2 separate regions of the Hordeum vulgare genome follow, and region 2 is linked to region 1. A link is a contact called in public Hi-C data. All regions are on one chromosome and are shown on one strand. Each heading gives the region's core, a stretch centred on a gene start, on an enhancer-like site or on the middle of the called end of the contact. The rest is flanking DNA. Distances are from core to core; before and after follow the strand shown. Region 1 holds the start of LOC123451226 (RING-H2 finger protein ATL74-like). Region 2 holds the start of LOC123447928 (ubiquitin C-terminal hydrolase 12-like).

The links. A called contact is a pair of places that touch in the nucleus more often than the background predicts.
Region 2: a Hi-C map of leaf shows a contact between it and region 1, with 3 times the contacts expected there. The contact joins the promoter of LOC123447928 here to the promoter of LOC123451226 in region 1. A contact is called at or near these places in 2 of 6 Hi-C or Micro-C datasets (leaf and seedling) and 1 of 1 datasets of contacts at active chromatin or transcription factors (embryo).

What each region holds. Positions count from the first base shown.
Region 1 is chr4H:74,305,648-74,311,361 of MorexV3_pseudomolecules_assembly, forward strand. It overlaps LOC123451226 (RING-H2 finger protein ATL74-like), which reads right to left and starts at 3,463. Exons shown (of 1, transcript XM_045128235.1): 1 at 1,947-3,463. The coding sequence starts at 2,814. The coding sequence ends at 2,263.
Region 2 is chr4H:74,786,332-74,792,815 of MorexV3_pseudomolecules_assembly, forward strand. It overlaps LOC123447928 (ubiquitin C-terminal hydrolase 12-like), which reads left to right and starts at 5,229. Exons shown (of 14, transcript XM_045124658.1): 1 at 5,229-5,374; 2 at 5,470-5,592. The coding sequence starts at 5,348. LOC123447929 (proteasome subunit beta type-4-like) reads right to left here and starts at 5,066. Exons shown (of 6, transcript XM_045124662.1): 1 at 4,867-5,066; 2 at 4,085-4,161; 3 at 3,880-4,009; 4 at 3,619-3,790; 5 at 3,336-3,521; 6 at 2,965-3,225. The coding sequence starts at 4,922. The coding sequence ends at 3,112.

The DNA of each region.
Region 1 (5,714 bases), core at 2,213-4,712:
ATACTAATAATGAATCTAGTTTCAAAGATCGAGGCACAAGAAAATTCAATAGTGAAAATTATTCATGATTTACACTCACGATTGAAAATATAAAACATTAAAAAAAACTAAAAAAAGGAAAAACAAATACCCAACTTGCGACAAGGGCATGTGCGCCACTTATCAATAAAATAAAAAAGTGAAAGTTACCAGTGCAAGGGGTATCCTTATTTATTTATTTCATAGGATAAAGAATTTTATTGATGATGGGCCGATGGCAAAGGGAAACGTAGGTGACCGGAATAGGACAAATCTACAGCGCACCCTTTGAATCAGATGGCTACAAATAATTAATGGGACGTGGATGGGACGTGGAGGGAGCAACTAGTTAACGAACGCTTCTCGAGAGCCTTCCATCGATTGCTCCTGCGCATCTCCACTTGGCGCGTTTCCAGCAGCCGCCACGCGTCATGCTCTGAGCGTTCTCTTCGGATTTTTTTTTATTTTTTCGCACGCGTTTTCGCTTTTTTTGAGTGTTTTTTTCCAAAAGTTTTGATGTCATGGTTTTTCATCGGTCTTTGGTAACTTTTGGACGAAATTTTTCTCGGAAAAACACGTTTTCTTTTTTTTAGGCGAAAAAACTCGTTTTCTGTTTTGTTGCGAGAGTCACAGTTTTGCCTCAGCAAGAGGCACGATTTTGCCTTCACGAAAGGAACGGCCGTGCCTCTCGAAAAGGAAAAAACGTGTTTTCTTTTTTTGCGAGAAGCACGGTTTTCTTTTCACAAAAGGCACGGTTTTGCCTTCGTGAGAGGCACGCCCGTGCCTTTCGGAAAGGAAAAAAACGCTTTTTATGTTTTTATTACGAGAGGCATGATTTTGCTTACGCGAAAGGCATGGTTTTGCCTTCGCGAGAGGCACGCCCGTGCCTCTCCCGAAAGGAAAAAACGTGTTTTATGTTTTTTCTTTGCGAGAGGCACGGTTTTGCTTCCGCGAAAGGTACGATTTTGCCTTTGCGAGAGGCACACCCGTGCCTCTCCCGAAAAGGAAAAAAACGCGTTTTCTGCTATCTTTTTTTCGCGAGAGGCATGGTTTTGCCTTTGCAAGAGGCACGACTCTTGCCTCTTGAAAAGGAAAAAAACGCGTTTTCTGTTTTTTCCTATCGCGTGAGGCCCGATTTTTTCGTCCGGTTTTTTTCTTCTGTTTTTTTTCATGAAAAAAAGTTCGTTAAAATCTATAAACATGGGATCTAGTTTTGAAGATCTCGACGTGAGAAAGACAACAGTGAAAACGGATCGAGATTTGGACGCATGGTTTAGAAGATAAAACGTTTTTAAAATACGGATCTACGAAAAAAAAAAAACTCAGGTTGCAACAAGTGGCACTCATGCAATGCGCCACTTTTCACAACCGGTAAAAGTAAGAGTAATCATTAAAAGATGTATTCGCTAACTAATGATTTCACATGAACGCACCAAAATAACAATTAATGATTGTTAGTGGGGTCGTCTATATAAGATAATGATAAGCCTCAGTCTCATCCATATCTGGCCACTCTCACACATGGGATTAAAAAATGTACTACTTCCTTTGTTTTTAAATATAAAACCATTTAAAGTTTTTTATAGACTATATATAAAGTAAAATAAGTAAATCTACACTATAAAATATGTCTATATATTTAGTTTATAGTATAATCTCTACAAGGCGGAAGAAGTAGTATTTAACACTGAAGGAATTGTAGTGTCCCTTTCAGCCGTGCATACAGGTCATCCTTCCACAATTTCCTCACCTGACTGGTCACCATGGCAATACAACTAGCTTTGTTATTAATTACTCCTAACTAACAGTGCTCCAATTGCCTAGACCATAGGTTTAACTAAAGACCATTTGTCTCGCCATCCTGTAAATTAGCACCAAGAGATGTCCCCTGCCATGTCACTACGTGTCCAGATTGGTAATTCCTGAAATTCGGGGAAAAAGGGGGCTATATCATACGGATACATCCAATACAAATTTAATTACAATGTGATTTCGAGAACCTCTTCACCCATCAGCAATGCAAAAGTCAAGTAGGAGTATAATTTCAAAGTCCCGGCACGAAATTATCTGTCCCGACTGAAGCAAGCTAACGCAAAAATCGTGTACTAAATGGATAACCATGAAGCAGCGGTAGCCATCCATCCACGCTTCCAAGAAGGGAAGACTATGAAGCAACCCCTATGCAGCAGCTAACTACCTCGAGCCATACCGGCAGCTCCGGGCTGGCGGCGTGTCGCACGCATGCTATACCGGGCTCTCCAGGCCCGGCTCCCGTCCGGCGGCCTCCGCCCTCTTGGAGCCGTCCTTCGCCGCCGGAACCGGGAGAGCAGGGCGCGCGCGGCAGACGGGGCAGGTGGCGTGCGCGCGCAGCCAGACGTCGACGCAGCCGACGTGGAACGCGTGCCTGCACCCGGGCAGGGCGCGCACCGCGTCGCCGTCCTGCATGGCGCTCAGGCACACCGCGCACTCCTCCCTTACCTCGCTGCCGTCGCCACACGCCTCCGCCTTGAACCTGAACACCGGCATGGCTGCCAGCGCCGCCTTGTCGAGGCCCCCTCCGCCGGTCCTCTTCCTTGCCGGACCGGCTGCCGTGCCGGATGCCGTCCGATGCACGCCGTCCCGCCCGCTCCACCGCACGTACAGGTAGTTGAGGTACAGTATCACCCCGTAGAGTGCGAGGCACACCGCCGTGAACGCCGCCACGAGCTCCAGCGTCCCGCTGGAGCTGCAGCACCCGCCGCCGTCGCCCCCGTGCTGCGACGCCCTCGTCCCCGACACGCCTCCCGGCGTCGACATGCCGGCCGATGGACGCCACTCCCAGCAGAAGCAGGGCACTGGCAGAGTGTCGTGCCGTGCGGTGTCTTGCTTTGCTCTCTCTGTTGGGTGGGTTGGTGCGAACAATGATGGTTTTCTTGGTCTGTCATGCAACGGCCGGTGGTGCTGGCGCCTGGTGGAGGGCTTGGATTTTAGTGGCGGGGGATGGCCGGGCGGTCATGCTGGACTGCTCTGCGTTCCACACGTATAAGAGATTTCAGTGATAATTAATTAAATGATAAGAGCTTGCTTTTCTTTCCACAAAGAGAACTGATATACAAACAATTGGGATGTGTCCGATTTCTGTACGACAAGATATAATAGCAGCAATCGATCACCTCGGTTCACTCTCGACCGCAGCCATCGATCACAAGGTCGTGGGACAACGGCCCTGCAAATTGTGTGTGCATAGGCAATTTCGTTCCACTAATGGTGTCGTTTCTCGTCCCTCTTCTCGTCCTCCAAACCACCACCACTAGATCTCCAACTCTTTTCGCCGGTGAAAGCGGGAATCGAACAGGAGGACGTTGTACTCAGTGGTAGTTACAAGTGTCGGTGCTAAAACCGACGAATCTTATGTAGCGGGTCTTGAACTGGTGGACCTTGATTAGATGATAACATGACAAAAAAACACACACGATGTTTTACATAGGATCATAACCTCTCTAAGACAGTGGAGGTGCCAAAATCAGATCATATGTGGTCAATTTGATGTTGTGCAGTCACATGTATGCATTCTTAATTATTTTTGACATGGTTTCTACTTCCTCTGTTCTTAAATATAAGTCTTTCTAGAGTTTTCACTAGTGGACTATATACGTATGTATATAGACATATTTTAGCATTTACATTCAATCATTTTGTTCCGTATGTAGACATCTAATGAAATCGCTTAAAAGACTTATATTTAGAAACGGAGGGAGTACTTGATATACGTCGTTCATGCAAAAAGTTATGTAGCGAAATGACTATCCAGCTGAAGTGTGGCTTCGTCACTCCTTTAAGAGGTAAAACCCTACATCTTGATTGTATTGTATCGATTATGGATGAGGTATAAAATACAGAATGATATACCTAGGAATAGTATGAATGAGCTTTTTGTCTAAAAGCATTATTTTTATAGACTAAACCCCTCGGTTTATATAGGCTCCGAATTATGCAGGGTTACAAGTATGCCTGTTATAACTAGGGATAGCATGTCGATCATTCAAATATGCCTTGAAGCATACACCAAATCTTCGGAGGGTTTCATCTTGAGTACACCGAGGACCAGGGCATGCGGGCCCAATTTTTTAGTTGTCGGGGTATCCTCAACACAACCCAATAACAACGGTCCGACGTGGTGTGCACCCCTTAATTCAGGACACCGTAAGTAGCCCTTTAACTTGTCTTCAAGCCGAGAACTCTAGTTGTTTCCTTAGAACAACTTCATGATCTTCGACTTTGTAGGCGAGTTTTATCTTTTATCCTTCACGCCGGCTGATGGATCCGAGGACATATCCGTATCCAAAGTCTTTTCTCCTTGTAAATAGTTATATAATGATTTTCTCCATGTAAGTGTTGAGTAAATATACAATTTCTCGATTAAACTAATCCATGAGTAAATCACTAGCATGGCATTAACAGAAATATAGATAAGCTGATAATTTGACCACGCAAACACATACTACTCTTACAACAAATACATCTACGTATAGCGCTAGTAATGATACAACAGAAATAAACAAAAGCGGGATAAACGTGTTATACCCTCCAATAGGCCAGCTGGCCATAGCCGTGACAGTGGAGGTGGCAGCCTCATCGGCTACCTTCTTGTCGGCTTCGATCTTCTCAATGATGACACGGTTAGTGTTGGTTGGCGAATACATGGTGATGACGAAGGCGACACAAACATAGAGGAAGCAGTCGAACAGAGGCGAGCAGTCGTGTATGATCGCTCCCCAAAAACCTAACCGGCCTTCTCCCGTATAGGTTACAAAGAAGCATGGTTTCGAAGGCATGTTCTCCGCTCAACCGTGTAAGCGATGAATGTGATGGAGTCGCCGGCGGCAGTAGGAGCAAAGGAACGACAGGGGCAGTTCATGGAGAAGATGTGATCTATTCTCGTTGCGGCTAGGGTTGGCTGATGCCTCGCCTATATATGCGCGTCCAGGTGGAGAGACGTGGGCTGGACCCACGTCCAAGTCGGCAACAACCCACGATCCGACGTCTCCGATCGTGGCGCGTCTGTTACAGACCCTCTGTTCCTGACCGGCAAAAAAAAGTGCCAAGGTATGATGTGGGCTCGGCTCAATCCCACAACCCACGACGCCTGGTGACTAGGTGAGGCGTGGCATGGCGAAGCAGGCGGAGGAGGAGGAATGTGTGAGGGACACTTCTATTCACAAGCTCCAATAGCATGTGGAAGACAATCCTTTATAAGGAGGTCCAACTCTCCAACTTCCGTGGTGGTACTAAACTTCCCACTACCCCTAGTGCCATATAACCCACCTGGGCCCTTGTAGATTTTCTAAAATTGTCATGTGGGCCCGGGCCCATCTCATATTTCAACAATCCCCCACCAGATCTCAAGGGTCCATTATGTCCTCTATTAGAACCATTGTTTTGATATACCAACATTTGACTGAAGACCTATTAAGGTTGAGCTTCACCTAGAGCACGTAGCTACACTCCTTCACAACTGAATAATGGACCATGCCTTGAATTGTCTGTTGGGGAACGTTGCATGGGAAACAAAAAATTCATGCGCTCACCAAGATCAATCTATGGAGACTAACATCTACGAGAGGGAGAGTGCATCGACATACCCTTGTAGGTCGCTAAGTGGAAGCGTATATTGATGGAGAACGTTGCATGGGAAACAAAAAATTCCTACGCACACA
Region 2 (6,484 bases), core at 3,979-6,478, 480 kb after region 1:
GCACCCCTAATACCTGGTTCTCCTCCCGGGCCCATGGTTAGGTGCCTTTTGGCTTATAAGGGCATGACCAATGTGTTGCCTCAATTGGTGATGCCCCATGTGCGAGCTCAGCTCAAATGATGCGTTGGCAAAAAATCTATAGCCTGGAAACCAAAAAGGGATCTTGCAGAAGAGGCTACATCCTCAGCTAAAAAGGCGGGAGAGAGAGAAGGATTTCTTACAAGGAGGGGAGGTCACATGCGTTGGAAAAGAGGGGAAACGGAAAAAGAGCAAAAGATGGTGACAGGGAGTAGCCTGTATTGGGTGAGTGTGATACAAACCAATAGCTTCATTTAACTTTAACTATGTGGACAACTTAAGACCATACCATTCTAGTGAATTCACCCATTGTCACTATTTGATCAGGAAATTCATTTTGATCACTAGACTGCGGAATACCATAATTACGGTGCTTAATGTCACATCAATGAATAACGCTGGTCACCGCACACGTTGTATCGGCGTATTTGGCACACGTGGCGCATCGTTTGACCCTTTGACCAGCCACACAAGCTAGGCAGGGGTTATTTTTCTCTCGCCCGTTGATTTGGGGTGCTAATTTGCGAAACCTTCATTTTATTAAAAAAAAAACTCTGTCATCTTTGTCCAAATCCCAGTAGTATTCCTCTTTCGTCGCCGGCAATCCAATCTGTCGCCCGTAGAGCACTACTACCGTCACCCGCCCAACACCGCTCACCGACGGCGTCGCCGCTTCTGCAAGCATGTCTACATCGAGCTCATTCCGCTCTTCTCATGGCCGCAGAGGTCCATTCATCCCCCTCATCGACTGCCGGGGGGGGTGCGTGGTGAAGAAGCATGTTTGCAACACTAAGGATCACCCTGAATAGGTGTACTACCGCTGCCCCGCCCATGGTGTAAGTTCTTTCGCATATGGTCTCGGTTGTTCTGCAAAATCTAGGGGTTTGCCACATTTGGTCTTTGATTTTGCATTCATTTTGACAGAATGGATGCAATTTCTAGCATTGGGAGAGGGAGTATGTTGCTTTCTTGGTAAAGAAGATGTTTCTCACTAGAGATAATGTTGTGGATGCAATTGGGTGCTCTGAAGACAGGAGAGAAGAGCTGGAGCGACACAATGAACAGAGAAGAGCTAGAGAGAAAATGGCAATACGATTTAGCGGTTCATGCTCTGAGGAGAGGATGAATGCATCGTTGTTGCAGGTTGGCAGGCAGATTATACTTCTGTTGAAGATAGTTGTGGTAGTAGTTGTGCTTCTGGATGTGCTATGTCTGATACTAGTGATGAAGTGAAGCAAGTGCTCCGGGCGATGAACAGGTGCCATCGCCAAAGTAACCGCGCGGCGCCCTTTCTGTCGACGACACGACCTCCCAAAGCCTCGCTCCCGATGAGAGGAGAAGGCTTCGATCACTTCCGTCTCCGATCACCGCCTCCCGACGAGAGGAGAAACCTCCGATCACCTCCGCCTCCGGTCACCGCTTCCCAATGAGAGGAAAACCAATGGTCTCCCCGCCTCGAGCGCAACAAAGAAGGAACAGTGCATAAAATAGGAGCTTTATTATGCAGCCACCACGACACAAAATTTACAAATTAGCCTCCCAAATCAACTGGCGAGAGAAGAACCCATGCCTAGCTTGCGTGGCTGGTCAAAGGGTCAAATGATGTGCCACGTGTGTTAGATATACTGATACAGCATGTGTGGTGACCAACGATGTTCATTGATGTGACATTAAGAATCCTAATTTAGGCATTCGGCAGTCGAGTGGTCAAACTGAATTTCCCGATCAAATACAATAACCGCGGATGAATTTAACTGCTCCATAGCTCATGCCCTTAGCCAAAATAAAAAAGGCCAAGTAAAAGCTCAACCAAACACTCGCGAAGATGCTGCCATGTCTTCCAGCGGCAACATGCTATAACAGCCGTTAGCCGTCACTGCAGGCTACGGGATGCCGCTGCTCGAGAGGCTCTACTCCCGTATGATGGAAGGCGCAATAGAGTTGGGAGGTAAAGAAATCAACAAGGACTATAGAAGATAGATGTTAGGCATTTGTTGAGAACGACATTTTTTTTCTAAACATAGTACAATCACAGATGTTTAAATCCATGCATATACTCACCCCTCTCAACAACGACAATTTTAACGCCGGGCAGTTTTCTCTGTGTACATTATTTTGTCTCTTGGAACAAGAAAAATAGTGGAACAACCCTGGGGTGGTGCTGTGCCTGCTGTCCATGCCTTCTCTGAAATTCTGAGTCCGTTTTGAGTAGCAAGTTCTGCTGTGATTTTAATTTTCAGCATCTGTTCCTGTGTTCCACGATAGTCGGCTAAGGATCATCCAATTTGACGGTAGATTTTACAGTACCCCTTTTCTTACTTTTTTTGAGCAAGACGGTAGATGTTACTCAGAAGAGAACACCACGGCAATGGTCTATCTCACACATCATATGACCTCGCAAAAAAAAAAAAATACATCGTCATATGTAATGCACCACCTCCTTACCAACACAAACGATAACACTTAGAGACAACGACCTCACACACACACCAACAAATTAAGGAAGCATGAGAAAGATGGAATTAAGAAAGAGCACACACGCACGTAGTTACTAGATCCAAAAGCTTACACCACATTCAGCACCACATCGACCAACTACACTATCTTTTGTTGCTCCTGTCGAGGGGTCCAAACTGTTGCTCCAGATTGTAAATGCCGTCATGAATCGTTACTTCTGCCACCATGGTGATCTTGGGTGAACGGTGCAACAAGCCAAGGACCGACAAACGACACGAAAAAAATTATCTTCAAGAGAAAAATGAACAGGTTTCGACTATGAAAGGGCAGCCAAAACAAGTCAAAGGGAGCACGTCTTTGCGAGCAGGCACCCTCGGCCAGCACTCCAGGTTGACCTAGAGTGAAGAGGCATCATCATACAAGACAAGATTTACCTTAAACGTTCACAAGACTTTAAGTCAAATTATAAACATGTCATACAGAGCAAATGTGGAGTTCAGTCGTATTCGGATCAAACGCTCACGAGGGCTGAAACTGTTTCAGCAGCACAGTTTGCTTCGTTTCCTAGCTCATGGCCTACCATGTTCCTACAGCACCCTTGGACGGGTTCTCAAAGGCAGCAAACCCCCAGTTGGTCTTCAGGGCATACGGTGGGTAGATGGTCGATCCCTCGGTCGTGATCTTGGCAATCTGTCGTGCAAAACCATAACGTTACAACAATTCAGTAGCTGCAAGCCGTAATCTGGCAAACTTTCTACTAGGCGTTCGTGAGTTCACTAATAAGAATGACAAGCTGTAACCTGGAATTTGTTGATAGATGATCGGTCACGGTACAGCAGGACAAGCAAGCACTTCTCAATGAGCTTAACAGCTTCTTCAAAAGTCATGTCCTCACGCCATTCACCACGAAGGATTGGGATTGCCATATGGTTCCCAAATCCAGTGGCAATGTGATTCTCCTCAAAGTGTGTACCAATCATGTTAACCTAAACACCAAAAAATAGGCATAAGATAAAATGCTGACAAACCGGCAGGCGGCAGCAGTAAAAGGAACAGTACTGTTCTTTTGAACGAATAATATACCATGCCAAGATACTTCTCATCGCCCTTTGGGCCCTTTTTCACTCCACCAAGCACCAGGGAGTTCCATAGAGGGTCAAACTTATTGCGCCTGTTGTACATTACTCTTGTCAGGTAGGCATGGATTTCCTTGGGGCCCAATGAGTTCCCATCATCCCACATATGATCGTTCAAACTGAAAAGGAAGAGAGATGAACATGTCAATGGATTTTACATAGCAGAGAGAAGGAAAACATGAGCTAACCACCACCAAAGGCAACTTACGTTAATTCATCCAGATAGCGCAAAATCTCCTGGAAATCACTGAACTCCCCACTCCCTCCAATAAGGCTATGCTTTCCAACCTCCTTGATACGCTCCACACTCTTGTATCGCAAGGTTGACCCATAAGAGGCTGCACAAGAAAGTACATAATGACTTCCATGCCACTGGAGCTACATTTACCTGTGCAGAAGAAGTGGCAACTAACCTCCAGTATCACATGCCATGATCACACCATCCTTGTATTTCATTGCAATCACCGAGTTACCAGTCACATAAGGGTTCCTGATGATGCAATAAGGCATCAAGAGTTAATCACGTGCATATACAAATTTACTGAAAGACACAAAACATGGCACCAGGAAAAAAGTTGCAGTTGCACACTATGAGACAACTTGGATAATGAAGGTATTTCGCAAAATAAAACAATTAGCATGCACACAATTGTTATGACCATCTTCTACAATCACAGAAGGCTATTATATCTGTTGGGCTAGTTAACATAAGCTGAGACAAATGAGAAGCTTCTATATATACTAACACCAAAAAATTGATCCATTCTATCAAGGTAAAAATTTCAGACAACAAGCTGTGGAAACAAGTTCACAAAAATAAATGTATGTAAAAAGCATTTGCAACTGTTGGGCTGGTTCGTCATGAGCTGAGACTAACTAGAGGCGTGTACATCAACACCACCAAGAAATTCATCCATACTGTCAATGCATAAGAAGCTCCACAGAGCAAGCTCCGCTAGCAGATTCTCACGGATAACGCGCCGTCCCACATCGCATTCTAAATCGCATCGCCACCGGCAAAACCCTAGTTTCCTCCCTCACCCCTAGCTAGATCCGCCCGGCCGCCTGACCGGGCGCCTCGTAGTCGAGCCTCCGGATCGCAACCCACTGCCAGGCGACGCGAGCACCGGAACAGACAGACAAGCAAGGGGGAAACCAGATCGGAGGAATCGGGGGTGGGAGTGGGGGTGCTTACAGTGTCCTCTGCGTTCCGTCCCCTCCAACGGCCGCCGCCGCCGCGCCCGCGTCCATCGGTTCGCGTGGGGGGTTGATGCGGCTTTGTTTCGCTCGTCGGAGGAAGACCTCGGCTCGGCTGGGGCTGGGGCTGGGGATGGTGGTCTCGCTCCCTCTGTATCCTTTCTTCCTCGTGAAGAAGAGAAGACAGGTCGAAGCAGGCGGCTGGATCGGACCCGTGGCCCGTGGGACACCGGAAATATTAAACGGGCTGGGCTATCATTTAGGCCCATTGGAACCCCTCTCTCTGACTTAGGCCCAGCCCCGTTACCTCCCTCTCTCTTTATTTTTTTTCCCTGGAAGGTACTTCTGCTTCTCCCATACACAATTCCGTACGTTTCCCTTTTCAGCGGCAACAATCCGCGGCCGCAGCGCGCGGCGCCGGCCAAAAAGGCAAAACACCCAACAGACTGGCGGAAGCTCTCCCCGTCGCCGCCGCTGCCATGGCGCAGGATCATCGGACTATCAGGGTATGTATGCTCTTGCTCCCTTTCCTCCCGCAGCTTTGCTTCGAGGGTAAACCGAACCGATCCTGATAATTGGGTGGCTTCGTCTCTTCCTCCAGGTGGCGAGGGACGAAGATTTGCGGTCGCAGATTGGGAGCGGGGGCTTCTATTTTGATCTCGTCGACTTCGACAGAGTGAGGGCTTTCCAGGTCCCGGTTGACACCACCGTAATCCTTTTCATGGTAATATCCACATCCTGCCTGCCTTCTTCAACCAACTCCCGACATCCTTTTCCAAATTTGGGTTAAGGGGTCTTCAATTTTGCTTTTAAAAATCGTTCTGTGAGATTTTAAGCGGCCGGCCTTACTAAGTTTCTATTCCCTTTGTATTTGGAGACAACTAGACTGAAGGGGGCACACTCATAGAAGGACAGTCCTCGAAACCATATCCCCTTCCGCGCCGCCGCCCGTGAGGCGACGGGGGCTCGCCGGTCTCCGCCCCCAACCCCCCCCTCCCCCCTCCCCTGTCGTTGCAGGGGGGCTCGGCAGAGCAAAGCTCGATCGGAGCCACCGGCGGCGGGGTGCTCGTGTTCCCTGCTGGATGTGGCGTGGCGTGGGCCGTCTTCTCCGGCTAGGGCGCAGCGTGGGCGCCGGGCGGTGTGGCGCGCTGTCGCTGCGGATCTGGCGCACGACGGCGCCCTACGACGAGGGATGGGAGCGGCGCGACCTGGTGACCCTGGTCGTCAGGCGATGGGTGCTGACTGCAGTGATGCTCGGCTAGGCAGTGGTACGGAGACCCGGCGGTGGTGGCCGGCAGCGAGCGAGGTGGCGGCGTTGCTCTTTGGCGGCAAGGCAGAGTGGTTGTGCGGGGTGGCTGGCGTCGCGGCCGGCCTAGATCTGGGCCCTGCAGGCCCCATCTGGGTCCTAACTGGCTGACTCTCGACGCGGCTTCGTCTATGCGTGGTGAGGAGGAGCAGCTTGGGCGGGAGACGGTGACGCCGACGGCGTGCCTGCTACAGCGCGATGGCGAGAGCTTCATGGGCTGTGAGATCCCGGCCAGGCCTATGGGCCCACGGGCCTGGTATGCTCCTGCTATTGCGTCCGGCCGGCGATCGTCGTTGGCGGTGGAGGTTGA